Linked DNA regions of Mus musculus: region 2 is linked to region 1. Evidence: chromatin contacts called from public Hi-C data. All regions are on one chromosome and are shown on one strand. Each heading gives the region's core, a stretch centred on a gene start, on an enhancer-like site or on the middle of the called end of the contact. The rest is flanking DNA. Distances are from core to core; before and after follow the strand shown. Region 1 overlaps Xylt1 (xylosyltransferase 1). Region 2 has its middle 31 kb from the start of Gm34822.

The links. A called contact is a pair of places that touch in the nucleus more often than the background predicts.
Region 2: a contact with region 1 is called in a Hi-C map of the N1E-115 cell line, with 6 times the contacts expected there. The contact joins two enhancer-like sites. A contact is called at or near these places in 13 of 484 Hi-C or Micro-C datasets (B cells, CD8 T cells, the HPC-7 cell line and 9 more) and 1 of 115 datasets of contacts at active chromatin or transcription factors (astrocytes).

What each region holds. Positions count from the first base shown.
Region 1 is chr7:117,554,685-117,557,646 of GRCm38.p6, forward strand. The region is part of intron 3 of Xylt1 (xylosyltransferase 1); the gene reads left to right. Among named protein-coding and RNA genes, the nearest start is that of Xylt1, 180 kb to the left of the region's middle. Within about 2 kb of position 1,492, at least 10 of the 459 cell types and tissues checked have an H3K27ac peak or open chromatin away from gene starts, as enhancers often do. A contact at or near this core is called in the N1E-115 cell line, where this site is marked.
Region 2 is chr7:117,881,295-117,884,256 of GRCm38.p6, forward strand. No RefSeq gene overlaps it. Among named protein-coding and RNA genes, the nearest start is that of Gm34822, 31 kb to the left of the region's middle. Within about 2 kb of position 1,522, at least 4 of the 459 cell types and tissues checked have an H3K27ac peak or open chromatin away from gene starts, as enhancers often do. A contact at or near this core is called in the N1E-115 cell line, where this site is marked.

The sequences.
Region 1 (2,962 bases), core at 242-2,741:
ACGGCTTACATTCTTGTGCAGGCTGAGTTCATTGTTAGACGAATCTAATGTGTATTTAGCAGTACCGCATCCCAGGTAACGGTGCTTGAATGAGATGCATGAACAAGGCAGTTGGAGATAGCTGCCTTCATAGAGTTTCTGTTCTAGGAGAAGCCGGCTATTGTCAAATACATAGAACCAGACTCTGATAACCAGGAAAACAGGCCTGCACCTGCAGGCCCAATAAGGATCAATTCCTTGATTGGTGGTTGCTGGGTTTTGGAAGCTTTCAGGAAGGGCTGGCAGATCTGGGTCTGCAGCAGAACCTTTGGGAAAGCCTTAGCTTTGCTTAGGATGGCAATTCAAATAAGACAGTCTAGGGGGCTGAGGAGTAGCTCAAAGGGTACGATACTTTACCTAGCATGCCCTAGCACTGAATAGACTAGGTAAGGTGGAGCAGGCCTATAATTCCAGCACTCCAGAAGTGGAGGTACGAAGACAGAAGTTCATGGCCATCCTTGGATACATGGTGAGTTTGAAACAAGTCTGAGCAACATAAATTCTTGTCCTTAAACAAATAGATAGACGTAAATTGAGCAGACCGAATCCAAAAATTCAAAATCTGAAATGTTCCAAGATACAACATTTGTTTTTTGGTTTTTTTGGTTTTTTGGTTTTTTGGTTTTTTGGTTTTTTGGTTTTTGTTTTTTGTTTTTGTTTTTGTTTTTTTTTAGACAAGGTATTACTTTGTAGCCCTGGCTGGCCTGAAGCCCTGTGATTCTTCTGTTTCGGTTTCCTAAGTGCTGAGCTTGCAGTGTGAGCCATGGTGCTCAGGTCTGCCTAATTCTGAGCATAACCAACCCCACTTCCCAAGAGGAACGTGCCAAATTTGACCCATTGTGAGACAGCATTCAAAAACAGGTACTCTCAAAATAGCATATAAAATTACCTTCACGCATATGTGTAAATTATACATACAGTGTAAATAATTATGCATAAATTTCATGTTTAGACTTGAATCCCATCTACAAACTGTCTCATTATGTTTAGGAAAAAAAATTCAAATATAAAAACCCCTGAAATCTGAGCCTTTCTGGTCACAAACTTCATGCACAAGGGGTCCAGAACCCTGTGATCACACTTAGCAGTGCTCCAGGGATGGCTGATTGCCAGGAATGATACTTAGCAAGTGAGTTATGTTAACCCAGTGGCTCCTCCTGCCAACTCTGTTATCCAGGAAATTAGGGCACATGGAGAGAGACAACTGGCCACAGTCACACAGTTAGCAAGTGGCAGAGTCAGGATTCAGTGGCGAGGGGTTCTATGGCCAGAGGCTTAGTCATGTGCTCTGCTACCTACAAAAGCCGGAAGCTTGTGCAGTGTTCTGCCTGTGGTGCCTTCCAGCTGCTGCAAGAGGCTCACCCCATCAGGCCATTCACTTGCTGATGGCCAGGGTGGGGGTGGGGGTGGGGGGCGATCCCACCGGAGACCCCCTGACTGGTCTTCAAAGTTAGCCGGTCGCTTTAGATAAGGAACAGACTTATGGCTGCCCCATTTCTCTGTCACTTTCTGGTCGCTCAGCGTATTTGCATTTGTGTGACATGACAAAGCAATAATTTTTCATTGTATCCTTCAGTCACCCATGAGAGATTGGATTTAGGTCACAATTTATTACCCTGTGGAATTTAATCCAATTTTTAACACCATGTCAGCCACTCCAGTATTAGAGCTTTTTTAATGGCTGTGAAATTTATACAATGATAAAGTAATTTAAAACATATGTAGGAAGAGCATTGGGACAAATTGATGTGTATAGAACCCTACAGTAAAGATTGAATAGGAGATAAACATGGAAAATGGTGATTGATTACAGGACGGTGGGAACTGTGTCCCACTGATCAGCTCTTAATGGCAAAATTAGTAAACTAATTTGTTCTTCACAATTTTGAGGAGAGTTTCCGTTGCCCTAAATCAAGATTGAGGCTGAGTCACAAAGCACAAATTAATAGCTCACCTCTGAGTGCTATGTACCTCAACTTAGAAACAGGCCTGAGTGACTGGAAGGTTGCCAACCGCCTGTCTCGGGGGACCTTTCCCGCCACCAAAGTCGGAAGACAACGGGCAGGATGGCAGAGTCTCCCTTTGTTTATTTAGTGTATGGGCATTTGTGTATGCACGTGAGTGGGCTGTGTAGGTGTGAGCGCACAGGTGTATCTGAGTGTGTGCATGTGAACAAGTCTGAGTGTGTGTGTGTGTTATGTGTGTGCCTGTTGGGGGACACCGGATGCCCTGCTTTCTCTGCCTTATGCCTTATTTTACAGAGTCTTTCACTGAGCCTGGGCTTAGACGGCCAAGCGATCTTTCTCTCTCTGCCCAACCCTCCACCCTGGGGTTGTACACAACGGTGCTTGGCTTTTTACGGGAGTTCTGGAGATCTGAAATCAGACCTTCATGCTCGCTGCCCTTTTCCACTGAGCCAATTCCCTACCTCGTACTCGGTTTTAGAAAGTTGCCTGCTTTCTCCTGTCTCCCGAAGATAAACACAATTAGTGCCATTCTGAAGGCACAAAGGCAACACCTCTTTGCTGCCTACCATGGGTGGCTCAGGCACAGGTCTCAGTCCCCAAGGGTGCTATGTTAGTTACTTTTGTGTTGATGTGACAAGAGCCTGAAAACAACAACTGAAAGATTTATTCTGGCTCCTGTCCTCAGGGGACACAGGAAGCACAACACACGCTCTGCCCGGGAGGAGGAGTGTTGTTTGCTTGTTGTTGTTTGCTGCTTCGGGTTTTGTTTGTTTCCCCTCAATGGGTATGGATTTCAGGTTTGCTAGATGGGTAGTTTTAGGAATTGATGGTACAGTACTGAATATACTTGACACTCCCAAATTATACGCCTGGAAACGGCTTGAGTGTAGCTTTTGCATTGTACGGATTGTCAGAGGGTGACTTTATAGTTAGGTCTTCTTCTGCACGCATGCATT
Region 2 (2,962 bases), core at 272-2,771, 330 kb after region 1:
GTTTCTGATTCCTGTCTTGCTTTCCACTTCCTGGCCCACCATGATGTGAATAGTCTCCACCACATGCCCCCACTGCTGTCACATGACCTGAGAGTTCTCCATCCTTTCCCCACCATGGTGGACTGAGCCTGCAGAAAGAAAAGGAGCCAAAGCACGTCTTCCCTCCGTGAAGTTACTTCTTCCAGGCACTTTGCTAACAGCACAGCAAAAGTAGCAAATGCAGAATCGAGCCCTCACCTTGATAACAGGTTCTTCAAAGTGACATTGCAATAGCCAAGTTAGTGGGAAAGGAAAAAAACAAATCAGAGCCATGTTGCCAACAATGTACTACTTCAACTTAATAACATGGTTTAACTAAATAACTCAGAGTGTCAGTTATTGTGCCCACTGCCTGATGCCCCATCGAGGAACAATGCCACCAGTATCACCAGTAAACGGTCCATGACAACCAAAAGCGTCTTCCTACATTGCCGCATGCCCCCCTGGGGAACAATCTGTTCCTCAGTAGCCAAGAACAGCTGTGGACCCAGGTTTCCATGGTCTCCTCTAACCATCACACCAGATTGAGAAGATACTCAGCTGACTGCAAGGTGTGGGCTGGGACAATCTTCACTGTTGCTTGGAGGTGACAAATCAGTCCCCTTTTCTCTCCTCTCCATCTCCACTTGCTCTCTCCTGTTTCTTCAGGGATCCGCCCCTTCAGACAGGACCCCACCAAGCCTCTCTCCCTCACTGTCCTCTCTGCTCAATCTCCAGTCTGAACAGGCTCTTGGGATCAGGAAACATTCACCCTACAAGACATCCCTGGGCCCACTGTCAATCTCGCTTGGCGCTTACAGGGGTTTCTCCCATTTGCCAGCCTGCTCTGGATGCATGCAATCACATTGGATGTTTCCTTCGCTGGATATTTTTCATCCTGTGTCAATTAGCACAATGAAGGGACTCTAATAATGATGCATGGGCTGGATGGGTACAGCCTGCAATAGCCCTGGCAGGCAAGCAGGTGGCTCGGTAAGAGGCCCAGACTATATCCTGCTCAGAGCGTGCTGGACTCATGATCTCCAAGGCCTCTACAGTGTGCATCAGAACTCATTGCTAGGCACGGTTTGACCATACAGCTGGTCCCCTCCACACACCCAAGGAAACGAAAACAGGAAATAATCTTGCATGCCAACTAGCCAGAAGCTGACTCCCAATACATAGGTCAGTGAATCCCAGAGGGGTCAGCCAGCTAAGACAAAGTCGGTCAGCAATTACTGAAGCTAAAGTTAAATTTTGCATTTCTTCCATCTTATCTCTCTTAAAACATACATTTTTCCCCTCCTAATTTTCTCTCAAAGTACATTATTCTTCACTGAGATGTACCAGGTATTCTGTGTCTTATATGCACACAACTTTAGGTTGGGGGACTCTCTCCCCTTCTGCAAAGATCTCCACATCTAGCTCTAGGGTAGGGATATGGGGAGCAACCAGTCAGACCCCTCCTGACTCTCTAAGAGCAGAGGCAGTCTTCCACAATAGAAAACAGGCATGATTCTGTCGCCTTCCGAGGTTATAATTAAAGACAAAGCCAATCCACCTTCAGCCCTAGACAAGAGGAACGGGAGAGGCCCAGGTCCTGAACTGGGGATAGGGCGGGGATTGCAGTTCGGACCCCTTTATTTCTTCAGGGAAGCACCAAGAACAGGAAGTTGATAAATTCAGAAACAGCACCACCTGGTGGTCACACAACCGAACCAGCGCGCATCCACGCATCTGCTTTCTCCGTGCTTCTGTGGAGGGACTGATTGGGTGTATAAACCCGGTTACTTAAAGCTAAAATGCAAGACACAGCTTCAGGGAGATTCATGATGGAATACCCTAAGAAATGCTCTCCAAAACGCTGAAAGTGGTATTCCGTGTGGTTTACTTCACCTGACAGACATTCTGAGTTTTGTACTTTTCTCATTTGATTTAAAAAAAAAAAGAACATAGAAAAAAATCAGTAGGCTACTCCTTTGTGTTAACTTTTTAATGAGAGTAGAAGCAGGTCAAAATAGAACTTCATAGCAGCAGGGGGGTGGGGGAAGAAGGAAGAAGTGTTATCTGAGGGCAAGAGCAACAGCCAGACCATTAAGAATTAAACACTGCATGCTTATGCAGCTCCAACTTACAGACCCCTGTAATGTCTACTCACTCGAGAGAGTTCTTCCCCTGGTATGAAATGAAGCCACAAAGCTATGCTATTGTCCTGTTTGATCCCTGTCCAAGATATGTTATAAGTTATCTACTGCAATATAATTAAAATAACAATTGATTGACTATTGTTATGGTGTGGTGTACTGTGCCAAGAAGTCTGGGTGTGTTACCCATTTCATCTTCACAATGACCCCGTGGGGTATCCATTGCTATGATCCAAATTAAACTGACACCATGCCTGTTCTCTCATAAGACTGTGACAAAAAAAAAAAATCCACTATTGTATTCGGCTTTGTATCACCACAGTACTTATGTGGTAATGGCTGGGTAAGTAAGAGGACAGAGAAGTGGATGACATGTTAGGACACACACAAAACCACTAAAGTCAATAGAAGTAAAACATGGCCCATGCAGAGGAACTTTTGTCCATCAGCTAGAGCATCTTAGAAAGGTGGCGACTGGTGGATGCTGAGGGCAAAAATCTGTTCTGCAGCCCCTTCTTCCTGCCCCTTCCTCCCACCCTGCCCTGCTCCTTAGTGACTTTTCTTTCTGGGATTTAGTTTCCCTGTGGTCAGTTTTGTTTTGAACATTTTAAGTGGAAATTTCTAAAACAACAACGTTTTAAGCTGTAAAACATTCTCATGGTAAAATCTCAAACTGCCAAGCTCCATCTCTCCTGGCTGTGGCTCTCCCATCGGTCCAGGATATCCACGCTGTATGCTACCTGCCCACTCACAGAGTGGCCATTTGAATTATGAAACCAACTGTCACGGTATGACAGCAC